Linked DNA regions of Mus musculus: all the other regions are linked to region 5. A link is a contact called in public Hi-C, capture Hi-C and promoter capture Hi-C data. All regions are on one chromosome and are shown on one strand. The core of a region is the stretch at or near the end of the contact, and the rest is flanking DNA. Distances in the headings are between cores, read along the strand shown. Region 1 holds the start of Pla2r1 (phospholipase A2 receptor 1). Region 2 holds the start of Baz2b (bromodomain adjacent to zinc finger domain, 2B). Region 3 holds the start of Ifih1 (interferon induced with helicase C domain 1). Region 4 holds the start of Gca (grancalcin). Region 5 holds the start of Tank (TRAF family member-associated Nf-kappa B activator).

Evidence for each region. A called contact is a pair of places that touch in the nucleus more often than the background predicts. Capture Hi-C pulls out chosen DNA fragments and counts their contacts.
Region 1: a promoter capture Hi-C map of pancreatic islet shows a contact between it and region 5. The contact joins the promoter of Pla2r1 here to the promoter of Tank in region 5. A contact is called at or near these places in 1 of 39 promoter capture datasets (embryonic stem cells) and 2 of 9 other capture datasets (embryonic stem cells and pancreatic islet).
Region 2: a contact with region 5 is called in a Hi-C map of B cells, with 5 read pairs. The contact joins the promoter of Baz2b here to the promoter of Tank in region 5. A contact is called at or near these places in 1 of 39 promoter capture datasets (the 3T3-L1 cell line), 1 of 484 Hi-C or Micro-C datasets (B cells) and 1 of 115 datasets of contacts at active chromatin or transcription factors (trophoblast stem cells).
Region 3: a Hi-C map of B cells shows a contact between it and region 5, with 16 read pairs. The contact joins the promoter of Ifih1 here to the promoter of Tank in region 5. A contact is called at or near these places in 3 of 39 promoter capture datasets (embryonic stem cells, hippocampal neurons and pre-B cells), 1 of 15 datasets of contacts at CTCF or cohesin (large pre-B cells), 4 of 484 Hi-C or Micro-C datasets (B cells, erythroblasts, peritoneal macrophages and 1 more), 10 of 115 datasets of contacts at active chromatin or transcription factors (the 230-238 cell line, the SCID.adh cell line, bone marrow-derived dendritic cells and 6 more) and 3 of 9 other capture datasets (adipose tissue, liver and macrophages).
Region 4: a capture Hi-C map of embryonic stem cells shows a contact between it and region 5, with 4 times the contacts expected there. The contact joins the promoter of Gca here to the promoter of Tank in region 5. A contact is called at or near these places in 1 of 39 promoter capture datasets (pre-B cells), 1 of 15 datasets of contacts at CTCF or cohesin (large pre-B cells), 3 of 484 Hi-C or Micro-C datasets (embryonic stem cells, erythroblasts and rod photoreceptor), 4 of 115 datasets of contacts at active chromatin or transcription factors (DN3 thymocytes, embryonic stem cells, large pre-B cells and 1 more) and 2 of 9 other capture datasets (embryonic stem cells and liver).

Annotation. Positions count from the first base shown.
Region 1 is chr2:60,551,921-60,554,620 of GRCm38.p6, forward strand. Pla2r1 (phospholipase A2 receptor 1) reads right to left here and starts at 1,388. Exons shown (of 30, transcript NM_008867.2): 1 at 1,090-1,388. The coding sequence starts at 1,210. It overlaps Gm13583 (a long non-coding RNA gene), which reads left to right. Exons shown (of 3, transcript XR_374557.4): 3 at 868-1,096.
Region 2 is chr2:60,124,409-60,127,108 of GRCm38.p6, forward strand. It overlaps Baz2b (bromodomain adjacent to zinc finger domain, 2B), which reads right to left and starts at 1,332. Exons shown (of 36, transcript NM_001001182.3): 1 at 1,055-1,332.
Region 3 is chr2:62,644,873-62,647,572 of GRCm38.p6, forward strand. Ifih1 (interferon induced with helicase C domain 1) reads right to left here and starts at 1,383. Exons shown (of 16, transcript NM_027835.3): 1 at 606-1,383. The coding sequence starts at 1,058.
Region 4 is chr2:62,662,907-62,665,606 of GRCm38.p6, forward strand. It overlaps Gca (grancalcin), which reads left to right and starts at 1,421. Exons shown (of 8, transcript NM_145523.3): 1 at 1,421-1,553. The coding sequence starts at 1,527.
Region 5 is chr2:61,591,680-61,594,379 of GRCm38.p6, forward strand. Tank (TRAF family member-associated Nf-kappa B activator) reads left to right here and starts at 1,418. Exons shown (of 8, transcript NM_001164072.1): 1 at 1,418-1,529.

The DNA.
Region 1 (2,700 bases), core at 138-2,637, 1.0 Mb before region 5:
TTTCCTAACACTTAAGCCCAGGCAGGATCTCCACGCTAAGATACAAAGTGGCCAACTGCCTATCTATGCATATGCTTGCCCCTGTGTACTTAGAGTTTTACTTAACTGAAAAATACCTAAGAGCATTTCTGGCTGCTCCAGAATAGGAAGAGCTGGTGTGGTTTAGCCTTGGTGAGGATAAAGCCCCTAGAGTGCTCTGAAGTACAACTGAGGGAAAAAAAAAAAAAAAAAAACAACTTAAAAATGTGTGCATATGTTGAAGGAAAAATAAAAGAACAAAGAACTGGATTACATCTTGTTTTATGCCTCTTCGCCAAAGGTTTTCCTAGGACAGAACGCACAGGAGCTGCCAGGAGGCTCCTTCTGGTTTAAGGCCACCTGCTTGCCTTTGATCACGGCACAGTCACGCGTTCAGGGACACACCTTTTATGTCTCAGAGACTCGGGCCTGAGTTGCTCCTTGCGGACACTGATTCTTTTCCTTGGGCTTCCTTCTATGCTCACGTTGGGGCCTTACTGTATGTGGGCTGATGCTCAAACCGATGCTGCATTTATCAGTTTGTACGCGTGTCGGGGGCTGTGTAACTTATTTGTCAGTGGTTCATGAATATTATAGAGCCATTGTTCAGCCTAGAGAAACGGAGGACCAGAAGGTACAAATCCCATCGCTGTCCACCCCACTGAGCCCCGCCTCCCCAAGGGGCGTAGCAGACAGGCCTGTTTGGGGGTTATCTGTAGAATGTAGATCCAACTTCTCCCTTTGGAAGGTAATGAAAGAAGACATCTTTTTGTCAGCATTATCTGAAAGGTGACCCTCTTAATCAACCCGTGTAAAGTTTGCATTTTGAAACTATTTCTACTCTCCTAGGTCCCGCAAGCCTGGAAGGCAAGACCCTGCCCCTTACCTCGCCCTAATTTGGAGGACAAGAGGATGTGCGGAAGAGACTGTCCCATCTGCCCCGGGACAGTACACAAGCAACCACAATACAAACTAGGCCTTGCTCTTACTTGTCTTGCTCAACTCCTACCCGTTTTCCGCCCCGAGTCCCGGGTGCCAATCAGCCCCCAGTTCGGCGCTGCGGACACTCACCACGCCACTCGAGGGACGGTTCCTGGATGTGAGTCAAATCTTGGGCGATGCCCTGGTGAATCCCCAGCAGCAGCAGCTGTTGCAGCCAGAGCAGCTGCAGCATCGCTAACCATTGCACCATCAGGCACGCTAGGTGACACCCACGGGAATCAGAACCGTGTCCCCTGCTCTGGACTAGGCTGCAGGAGGCAAGAGAAGCTACCACTCTTCTTGAGGACCACGCCATCCCAGAGCCCTGGAGATGAACTCGCCTCCCTTGTCGCCACAGCGTGTACACTTGGGACTCTGGGCGTGGAGACGCAAATAGCGGAGTTTTCGCCGCCCCGCCCACACTGCTTTGGGGAGGGAGCAGGAAAAAGGGCCGGGCCCTGTGCAGCTTAAACACTCTGGCCTTTTGGGGTTAGGAGAAAGTAGGGCTAAAGCAGCACCGTGGCTCCCCTTCCCTGCTCCATGAGTGCTCAAACTTCTCTCTCGGATTTGCTGCAATTCCTGGTCACCCGTCCCCAGTGTGGGTGAGCGAGCTAATCCTCTCCAGGAGAAGAAACCTGCCCACTGGATTTGCAAGGGTTTGGCTGCCGGCAGAGGAGTCAAAAGAGCTGCCGGGTGAACTCAGGCCCGGGATGCCTCTGGAATGCAGAGCACAGGAGACACCTAGGGGCCCAACCTGGTCTTCAACATTGCTCCAGAGTAACCAGAAGTCACCTTCAGTATCCAGCTTTATCCTATTTTAAAATAACCCCAGGCTTCCGTTTTCTTAGATCATCTTCATCTAATCAAATATCCCACACTGTAGAGTTGAAGAACCCAGTCAGAAAGGTGTGTGACTGGATCTCGGTTACTCCTTAACTCAACAAAACTTACTCCCTAAATTAGTAGACAACAACAAATAAATACAAAACATCAGGCTGCCCAAACCGTGACCAGTCGCAGTCTTTCTAACTGCCCACCTTCCCCGCCAAATAACTAACATTTATTATACAGGAAGCATTCAATACATAAGAGAGCAAGCAGTCTGATACAAGGCCCTTGCCTAAGTAAGACCTTGGCATAGCGGGTAAAACAGAAGTGGGAAGACAGTAAAAGGGAACCTGGGGGAAAGGAGGACAGATGATGGGATCTTGGAGGACCTGTCTTACTTTGCCAATAACAAAACCGACAATTACAGTGCCAGACTCAGGAAATATGCCTCTGCCTACAAGGTATGCATAGCCAGGAGTGATGGTCGGAGGGAGATAGGGCCTTAGTCTTGCTGGAACCTAGACAGCTTGCTGGTGGAGGTTAAGTAAGCCTTGAGTTCTGTGAGCTAGCAAGATGTGTATACTTCAGTCACAGTGAGAGTCTTGAGAAGTCTTGGGATTGGAGGTATCAGGGGCATGGCTTAAGGAAAGATGTCTGGTTGTCCTCTGAGAAGGAAATTGAAGGACTAAGGCTGAAGAGGAAGACGAGAGAAGACTCAATGTGTACTTCTCGAGTCTATAGAATAGCAGTATACACAGAAGTCTTTCCTGACAATAGGCAGAAAACGCATGTTGTGAGCACCGCATACCACACAGTCTGCAGTCACCAACCCCGACTTTCTCTCTGTTGGCCTCGAACCACACTACTGTGGGA
Region 2 (2,700 bases), core at 82-2,581, 1.5 Mb before region 5:
TTCTTGATAAAAGTTTACATGACGTCACATGGCCCCCTGAACCGTTCCTAACTTTGAGCCTTATCCAGGCACACTTTTTTTCATTTCTATGGCTCCTTTCCCTTCCTTAAAAATTAAAAGAGACAGACAGACTTGGGAATAAAAATTGCCCAAGATGGCGAAACGCTTGTTGTTTAGAGGGCAGGGGGAAAAATGGAGGATATTGTAATATACACAAAGGGATAAATTTCAACAACTCGGCCACGGACTGCAGCTGCTTCTCGCTTCACAAGGAAACAACACACAAAAGATAAACACGGAGGAGAGGGGAAGAGGAGCCAGCCCCCACCCCGCGGGGCCGGCTCCGAGTCCCGGCACACTTCCTAGCCTTTCCCGATCCCAATTCTGGGGTTCGCGGAACTACTTTAGGGGAGGGGAGCGGGGCGTCGCGGGGGAGGGAGGACGCGGAGCCCGAGGACCCGGAGCCCAGCCCGCCAGGCCGCCGCGGCCCCAGGACGCCCGGAGCCCTCCCGGAGCCGAGCCGCCCGGTACCCGCCGCCCGGGGCCGCGGCCCCACCCCCACCCGGCTCCGGAGCCCCAGCGGCCTGGCGCGGTTCGGCGGGAGCGAGGCTGCGGGCCCCGGGCGGAGGCGGGGGCGGCCAGGGCCCGGCGCCTCGGGAGCTGCCCCGCGGGGCGCCGCAGCGGGCCGGGCTGGAGGACGCCGCGAGGCCGGCGGCGAGGGCGGCGGGCACAATGGAGGGACGAGGCCCGCCCGGCCGCTCGCTCGCCCGCCCGCCCGCGCCCGCACTCCCAGCAAAGTTTCCGTTCCGCGGAGCCCGCACCCCCCACACACACACCCCGCCCGGTACCAGGGCCCCGCGCCCCGCGCCCTCCGCCCGGGACTCTAGTCGGGACCCCAGAGCCACCGCTGCGTCGCAGCCGCACAACAAAGAGCCACACCGGGCGGCGCGGGTAAACAGCGGCGGGCGCCTCGGGAGGGCTCCAGCCCGCAGCCGCCGCTCTCCGCCCGGAACCCACCTCGCCCGCACCCCCGCACCCCGGCTCTCAAACTCACCTTCACTTTCGAACTGAGTTGCGGGGGAAGGGATTTTCGCCCTTCCCGGGTGCGGGTTAAGCTTTTCGGAATCCCCACCGCCTCCTTATTTCTCTTCTAATTCCTGCCAGAAAGTCTAGGGAGTTGGAGTGGAGGTGAGATCCGTGATCGCGAAAGCCCTGGCTCCCTCCGTCCCCGTCTTCCGCCGCTCGCTCTCTGATTAGTTCCTATCCAGCAGCAGATTGAAGCAGGAGATGATTCTTCTCAAGGTTTGTTCAGCAGCTTCACTTCTAGGCGAAGGCTTCATGAACCAAGTGACGTCAACCAACAAGGCTTCTCTCTCTCTCCTCTCTCTAACAATGAAAGTTGCTGTTAACAAGGGAAAAAAGAGCGAGAGAATTGTTTATACCATTTCAGTTCCAATAATAAATGACCTATCAGCTCTAAAAGGAGCCAAGGGAGGGGGCTGCTTCTTCATTCCAAGAATACTGTATCTTTGAGTTTGCACCGCTCCTCGTCCCAAGAAAAAGTTAAGAAACTTACATGTTTTGTTTTGCTTTTCGGGGGGCGGGGAGGGGGGGACAGAACTGAATACTTAATTTAAAAAAAAAAAAACTTAAACGGACTGTTAGGGAACACAGATAAGCCATCTCCACCAACTTTTATGTTTGTAAACTAGGAATTGTGTTGGAGTCTACACGCTAAATTAATATGCCAAGAATTTGTGCATGCTAGGGCTTTAAAAAGCAGGGCGCAAGGCGATCTCAAGGTAAACTACTAATGCTTTTCCATGGACGAATTTAAATGCTTGTGATGTTCATGGTGTGAATCAATAATATTCAAATGAATAAACACTAAGTTCTTTTACAGTTATTTGTATAATCTGTAAGCCGTAATCTCATTTTTTTTTCTAGTTTCGGTTAAGAAAAAAAAAAAAGCTAGTTAAACTGTAAGAACTAAACACTTTAAAAGACTAATAGCCCATTACCAACTAAACGTGCTGTGCTCCATCAGAGCCCCAGAATGTCAGCTGGCTGTCTCAATTTTTAACCTTCCACTCCCCAATTCCCTTCAACCAATCAAGTTAAACTAAAGGCAAAGAACACCCCGTTCCCTCCAACAGTGTACCCGCAGTCTCCTAAAAACGAGTTAAAAAAAAAAAAAAAACCCCTTAACCTAGGTACACGTTATTACCCACGAAGACAAAAAGGTCATTTAAAATATATATATATTAAGGTGTTTATTAAGAACACAATAAACTCTTGAAGTTTGTGTAATTACAAATTAGATAATTTAGTTTTCAGAATGAAGACCAAGTAAAAATGTAGTTCTCAGAGAATGATTTGCCCATGTATTATTTTATGCGTGCATATGTGGCTAGATGTATCCTAAAAGATGCTATTGTTTTATGTTTCCTCCTCAGCCACTGGCTGTGATTTTAATTGTGCTGGAGGATCTTCATTAGTATTAACACATGGGGAGATTTCACAAAGCTGCTTCATTAGGAAGGAAAAAAAAGCTGGCAGACTAGGTCTTTTTGCATGCTCTGAGAATGTCAGCCTTACCTCGGTCATTTGTAACATAATAAGTGCAAGTACAATGATTGCGAGGCAGGAGCGTGGGGGAAGGGCGGCGATGCTGCTGTCTAATAGGGGCATCTGAAAAGA
Region 3 (2,700 bases), core at 133-2,632, 1.1 Mb after region 5:
ACTAATTCCTCATCTGACTTATTTATTATTTACTAAGCTCTACAAACTCTAAGACATGGAAGGGGGACATTGGGAACCTGGTAATAAATATTTTAGCCTTATAGGCCATATTACCCACACCCAACCGTGAAAAGGCAACTATAAAAAAGTATATAATAAGCACTAAGGACGAGAGTTCCAATAAAACTTTATCAACACTTACAATTGAAAAATCAGACAGCTAAAGAACATTCTTAGTTTCTGGTTCTTAAAATACGAATAGAAGGCTAGATGCAGCGGGTGGGCCATAGCTTACTGGCTGACATACTGAGGAATAGGTAAAACTAAATCATAAAATTCAGTATCACCTGGAATTGATTAATCATAATGATGGCAAGGCCGCTTCTGTTCTTCCTGGGAGACCAAGAATGAATTGTTTAACTTACCTTGTTTTTCTCATCTGTTAAATGGACTCCCTGTGGGTTATTTTGAACAATTATACAAGATGGGGAGGTTGCGCTGACAGAAGTCAAAAGCCGCCCTCTAGGGAAAAAATGTACAAGCAACCCTGCTTCCTGCTTCCCAAAATCTTCCAGAAACCTGTCTCCGACTACATTGACACCTACCCGATTTCTGTCTTCGACTGTCAATAGTCCCTTCTCGAAGCAAGTGTCCAAGACATCGTTAATCAGAAGTTTGTCCACCAAAGTGGGCTGGAGGAGGGTCAGCAAGTGGAGACACTCGTCATGGGCAGTCTCAGAGGAAGGAGAGGGCAGATCAGTGAGTGTGGGTTTGACATAGCGCGCGGCTAGGGGATTGCCACTGTGCTCTAGGGCCTCCACGAACATCTGCGTCCATCCCAGAGGCCATTGTCCCTGCTCCAAGGTGCTCAGCAGCAGTTCTGCCGCGCTGGTGTTACCACAGGTGTTGATCTTTTTAAGAATCTGCTCTTTGGTTTCTGCAGACAGAAAGATGAGGTGGTCCAGCACTGGCTCCACCTGAATGTACATTTTCAGCCTGGGCCTGAAGAATAAGATGAGATTCCTGAAGCTGTCCTCTGCAGAACAGACAATCGACATCGTGAGGTCTCAGGAAATGGGAGAGGAGTCTCCCGGGCGGGCGGGGCGGGCGGGAGGACGATCCTCAGGTGGCAGTGAATGTGTCCCCGCCTGAACTGCCTGAGAGCCGCAGGTACCAAGTAGCCTCCGAGCACCGGATCGATCGGTGGCACCCGGCAGGGGGCAGACGAGCCAGGACAGCGCTGCAACTGGTGGGCACAGACCCGGGACCGCTCTCGCTCTGCGGCCGCTGGGACGTTCACCCTCAGGGAGCTTTAAGTATTGCCTTCCACCCACAGATCGGTTTCTGTTTCGATTCTCTTCTCCAGACTTTCCTAACGTCAACTTCCGGGCCAGAGAATAAGTTTCGTGAGGGTGGAGGAGGCCTGTGGAAGCGGCGGGTTAGGTGAGGACTTTGGTCAAGAGCACCGTGAGAAAGTGAGAAACAGGAAAGGGAACGCGAATTCTTCCTTGTGTTGAGAAAGCAAGCGGTACTCTGCACTATTTTATTTAAGGATACTTTTGTCTTCACCGCTGGGTGCCGCTTAGAAGACTGTACTCACTTGTCAGTTAATAGGGAGAGGGCGAGGAAGGTCTTGGGGGAAAGGAAGAATTGCCCCTAAGCCTTGATGTGAAAATTGAGTTATTCTCATTTGTGGGGATCAAGGGGTGGGGGTGGGGGTGGGGCAGACAAAGAGAGGTTCCAGACCTCCAGGGGGCGTTTCTGCATCCATCCTACCATAAACTTCCCGCCCAGTGGGGTCCCAAAAACTAATTTGTTCCTCCAAGAACGGGGGCTTAAGTATGAAAAAGTGAACTACTCTCAACAGCTTTATTTTCTCATGCTTTGTTTGGCGGTGTAATATTTATTCAGCTTTGACCGGGGCCTGCCTAATGACAGATGCATGCTGACTTTAGCCACCAACTGAGTTTAGGAGGAAGCCAAGACTGAAGGCTTCCTAACTCCCAGTATGCAAGGTCCCTGTATTCTCTAGTAGACAACTCTCTTACAATAAAACAAAAACAAAACAACAATACAAAACCCTCAACAACTTATTTTTTATATAGCTGCCATTCTTTTCTTGGACTGATTACAACACGTTTTGGCTGAAGCATCTAGTAACTTAATTAGCAACTAATGCACTGCCTTGGAGTAAACATTACCATTTGTCTATGTCATGGGAGGGAGAAAAGAGGCGTTCAGAGTGAGAAATAAAGACAGCAGCTTTGTTTCAGTACAGAAAGAGCATAAAAGAGAGTCTGTAGGTTGCCGTCCCCCAAGCAGGCAACTAGACCACCAGCTATGGAGGAACATTAACACTTTGAAAAGAACTTCCTGGCCCAGAATCCTATGGAGAATAGAAGCTATCAGATAGTCACGTTTAGAAAAATTAATCTTTTAGAGGAGATATTCACTGAAATCTGGGGAGGCCAGGGAGGCCTGGGATTCTTTGAAAACAGTAGGAGAGCTGCAAGATTTTCATGAACCTCGTGACAGCGTTCAAAATAACCAGAGCAGCACTTTATGCCATGCCCTCCTGTTAGTCTCTAGTTACGATTACAAACCTGAGATCCACTCTAAACGATTGTAAGCTGCACTCTGTAAAACGTTTTAGGAGTACCAAGTCATGCTGATTCCTGCCTGGAATGGGCGTTCTGGGCT
Region 4 (2,700 bases), core at 171-2,670, 1.1 Mb after region 5:
TTGTTCTGGAGGGAAAATACCATCTTCGAAAGTGGACATGTAGACATGAAATGAATCTATGGAGATCTGATTCCCAGGGTACAGAAAGGCAATGCTTCAGAGAACCTGTTTTGATAAAAAGAAAGTACAGAAAAATTCTAATCTTAAATTTGGATTAGTGTCGCAATTACAGACAACACTTCCTAAGCACTTTGCATATGCAGTTTGTCAATTAGAATACAGCTTTGCATGGATTTCTTCTGCTAAGAGAATCACCTGCTACCTACTGAGTCACACTCTCATTTATTTTATCAAGCAGGTTTTTATTCTACTTCTCTTTGAATAGATCCCAATATTAGCTAAAGAAATAGCTACTGCTGCAGAAACTGCCACTTTCTCAATAGTAGGGTGGATACTAGCAACTTGCATCTTTCTGCCTCTTCTGATAAAATTGTTTCACAAGGTTCAACACGTTCTTCCGGCTGTAGTACAGCAGAGCGATTGTTAAATTACTCAGGGCTGCAAGGCTGATTTCCTCTGTCAATACTTAACAGTTGTTGATGGGCTTAGTTTTTAATATTAGCTCTTTTCTTTTTCATAAAGAAATCAAAATGGTATCCCTTTTGTTTATAAGTTAATTCCAAAGCTTCCCTCTTCTTCTGAATTCTAGACTTGGAGAAACAAAATTCAGGAATTTCAGAGAAAAGCAGGCTTGTCCTTCCTTTTTGCAAAATGATAAAAACCAAGATGTTCTCTTGATGTTTATAATCAGATATAATCATGTATTAATAGTTTTCTCAAAAGTTGAATCACTGGTAAAGTTACTAAATACTATGGAGGACACCATGTAAGCAATGTAAACAATATTCTAAAAAGCAGATGTATTTTTTGTTCAGTATTTGGGACATACAGATTTTAAAAATCTCTTCAAAAATCAAATTCAATAGATATCCTGTATTTTTATTTGCTATTTTTGGCAACTGTGGCCACCATTTATCTATAAAACTACAAATAGCCTTTCTCACATTAGGTATCAAGTGTGGCAGGCAATAGCTATGGTGGTCATGGTTTTGAAACTCTGATCCTGCATCCACACGACACAGAACCGTGAGTAACTACAAAGTTACAATTATCTGGTCCAAAGGAAATACGGATAGGCTACAAGAAGTCATCACCTGGTGGGTTTGGGGTTTCTACTGAGAAAAGTAACTCTAGGAGTTGATGGCCTGGAGAAGCTCTCCTTGGAGGGTGGGGAAATAACTGTGGAGGAGGCTTCTGGTAAGAACTCGAAAGAACCAGTAAGAGAGATGGACTGGAATCCAGGAGACAGGCTGCAGCCAATCACAGGTGAGATGGGCGGGGCTTGCTCTGGCAGGGGTGGGCCTGTGGTCGGGGGCGGGACTCCAGGCAGAGCCGGCTCACCGGAGCGGAGGTGCGCGGCACTGCGCTCGGACCTTCCGCACCTGTCGCACGCACTTGCGCTTTCCCCGCTCTAAGCCGCGCTGACGCTGACTTACTGGTGACGCGTTACTTTCGATCGCCTGGTCATGGCCTACCCGGGATACGGAGGGGCGGTAAGTCCTCGCGAGCTGTGGCGACCCCGCGGGCCGCATCACCATGCGGAGTTCACCCTGTGGCCCTGGCAGTGACCTCTGGTACCAGGCGACGCCGGGACACCGTAAGGTGCTAGAAGCTAGGGCTGGGCGGGGCCCTGCGCCCAGGGGAGAACCGCGAGCTGGAGTCTGGTCCAGAGCCTCAAGAAACGTCCTTGTCCAGGCGGTGGTGTGAAGTGTTTGTGCTTTCTAGATTTTGTTTATAGAGTGGAGGAGCAAAAGACCATGTCTTGTTCCATTTACCTTTTGTGATTTATCCCCAACTTAAGTAGTTTTTCTAGTTATCTTTTTACCACCATATCTTGTCTTTTAAGTTGCTTATGAAAAAAAAAATTGAGATGTACGTTCAGTGCCTCCTAAACTTTTCTTTTTCTATAGTACCAAGCGCGACCGGATTTTCTAGACTTTGCTTTTGGAGGGGTTCGGCTGTTCCCTCTTCTGTAACCTTAATCCTCAGTACCTCTGAGAGTTTCAAGTCATTATTGCAACCTGTGGGTAGACCCTTCCTCTTTCGAAAGAAGCTAAACTTTCACTCCCCTCATCAATGTTCTGCCCAGTGAGGCCGGCTATGTAGTGTGGCTGGGCAGTGGTCACTGCAGTGCTGGCAGAAGAGAGCAGATTTCCTAGGCCTGTTGCTATTTGTTGTTCCCTAAAAAGAGACATTAGTGTTTTGTTACAGATAGGTGTAGACATTGACATGTGATTATGGGCTTCAAAAAATAATCCCTACCCTTGGGAGTAAGTGATTAGCTTAAAAAGTAATTTTTCAGTTCTAGGCCTTCAGCTTCAATACACACTTTACTGAAACTGGTTTGCTTGTAGTTACTTGCTTGAATTCCAGCTAGCATTGTGCACTTTCAAATATATACTCCTCATTAGTCATTTAAATGGACTGAGAACGTCCTTAAGGTAATGTTATCAGTCCACCTTTTAATACTTGTTATATTTAGTTGTTATATTAAAAAAAAATAGAAAGTAGTTTTTGCTAGGAGATACACCTTTGTCTAATAAAGTATATATTTCACGGGATGCATTTCCAATAAATTTTCATTTGTTTAATGATTATTTATCAGAGATAGCTGAGGATGTAGCTTAGTTGGTAGAGTGT
Region 5 (2,700 bases), core at 168-2,667:
TCAATTTACTTTGCATCTAACCCTGCTCTAGAGAAAACAAGTCATTTTGTTTTATTTTAATATGAGCAGTGCTGTGTCACAATTAACTTGATGACTTAGTGGGAAAAAGTGTTTACTTGATCTAAATGTTATAGGTGGGAAGTTCTGCTTGTTAAAATTTTGAGTAATATTTTATAATATTTTTTAAAGAATCATATAATGTGTTTGTTCTATTTTTCCTTTAGAAATATATTATAATGCATATATGTCTGGGTGAGGGTATAGGATCCCCTGGAACCAGAGTTACAGACAGTTGTGAACTGCCATGTGTGTGCTGGGAATTAAACGGGGGTCTTCTGGAAGAGCAATCATGTGTTTAACCTCTGAGCCATCTTTCCAGCCCCACAATGTTCTGACCATATCCCCCTCAACTCCTCCTAGATCCATCCCCTCTCCCAACCTTATGACCTCCACCTCCCACCCCAAGTGACCACAAAGTCCAGTTTGTGCTGCCTGTATAAATTCAGACATAGTATCATCTACTGAAGCATGAGACACACCCTAAATAAAACTGGCCTCCTCCCCTCAAGTCCACCCACTGCCCTTAGCTCCTCACAGATACTGGTTTGACATATGGGCTTGTGAACCCCACCCACCACTGTGGTAGCAGGTTGATTGGTTGGATCTTGCTTAGGTTTTCTGTGAGCAACCGCAGCTGATGAAAGTTTTTTAATAGTTTTAAACGATGGTTTGAATTTTAAAATTTGCCCCAAATATTCAAGCTAACGGTTAGAACCAGACAAGTGTTTGAATCTTTGAACTAAAGAGAAAATGGGGCAGCCAGAACCCAACTCTCTTGTTCTAACACGGAAAAGATGTTTTTCTCACTGCGTCCATCTGAAATTTCTCTCTCAGCTATCATTCAAGCATGTCTGGATAAAATAATGAGAAACTTTTAATCCCCGAGAAATTTACTAGAAATTGAATTTTTTTTAGCAAGTATATCCATTGGAAAGTATTACTAGTGGGAGGAAACACCGAGTGTATATGTAATATTTCTCAAGTTGTGGACTTTAACTCAATTATATTCGCATAAGGATCTGGTGAAAACTGTAATTTCCTGGGCCTTCCCCTACCTGCTCTAAACAGGAATTTCACAATATATCAAGTTTTTCTGAGTGGTTCTCTAACCTACATATAAGGTAATATTAGAAGTAGTTATTTACTGTTTGCTCAAAATTCTAGCTAAGACACTGAAGTGACCTTTAAACAAATGACTTATGTTTAGGGTTCTCTTACTGTCAGATGCTATTTCCTGTATGGCCCCGGGCCTCCAAGGAGCTTGGCGGGGCGGGGCTTTGTGGGCGGGGCTTTCCTGCAGAGGCGGGACGTGGGGCGGGGCTGGCCCTGAGGATGGAAGGTGAAGCGTTAATGACTCAGAGCGCAGTCGCTGCCCTCTGAACTGGAACGGAAAGCTACTTCCGGTTGCAGTCATTCTGCCGGGCACCGGCGACCTGTGGCGTGAGCGAGCACAGCCGGAACCCTCCACTGTGAGTAAAAGCGGAGACAGGGAGTCTGGGTCGGCCGAGCCCGGGGACGCAGGGCTGGGGTGTGTGAGCGGGTGTGGGATGCGCTGCGCTGCACCGAAGTCTCCTCCGAGAAGTAGAGCTGCGGCCCCAGCGAGTTTACAGCGCGATTTTGAGCGAGAGAAAGCGCGGGTCCCTGTCCCCGAGCTGACCCTGTGGGGCTTTCCCGGCCCGTGACCTCAGCTCCGCGACGACAGTCCCCCACCCGTCGCGGCAGGGTGACTGCCGCTCTCCTCGCTGCTTCCCGGGGCTGGAAACGAGCGCGGCACGGCCTGCGGTGTTGGGGCGCCGGGGATCCCGGAGTCCTCGACTTCGCAGAAGCCGGTCGCCCCGGCGGTTATGCCCTCGAACACTTAATAGACTCTTTGTGTCTATCCCGGGAGTTGCACAATTCCCTTCTCTGCTTTCCTGTGGAGTGTCATCATAGTCTTGTCAATGAGAAGTTGGGTAACTTCCCCCTAGGAGTCCCGGAGAGAATGGGTGGCCAAGGCTCAAAGAGCAGAAGTAGCCATCCTCCTTCCCTGGTCACCCAGTCATTAGGTAGAGTCTCCACCGTCGTGTAAACTGAGTGGCAACGAGTTATACACCAAAAACAAGCAAGCAAGCAAACAAACGAGAAGAAAAAGAGCAATGCTTGTCCTGAAATCCGATCAAGGGGGAAGATGCTCGCTGTACCCCCAGAGGACTTAGGCTCTCTCACTATTAGGCTGGCTGTACAAAGCAGCCTTCTTGGGTGTCTTTTTCTCTCGCAGAAACTTTTGAGAAGTTAACATGAAGAAGAAACGATAAGCTAGAAAGTGAAGAGAGGTGGAGTAACACCCCGCCGTTTGCCCAGTAACAGAAAGACAAGCACCACCTTCTTGCGAAAAGCCATATTGTCCCCTTTGAGAGGGGCCGTGAACCCCTCAAATGATAAAGGAGAAAATGAAACCACCCCGCTAAAGCGTTTTCAATCATGTAAGACAAAGCCTTCCACATCTCTTAAAGGCGCCTACTCACGTTGTTTTGCTCCCCTATGGAAATGAGATCATTGCTTACTCTGTACACCCTCTTCTCTTGGCGTTGGTCACTTTTCCCAAGTTTGGATTTTTATGTCGTTTTTTTTTTCTTCCTTCCTTCCTTTCTTCTTTCTTTC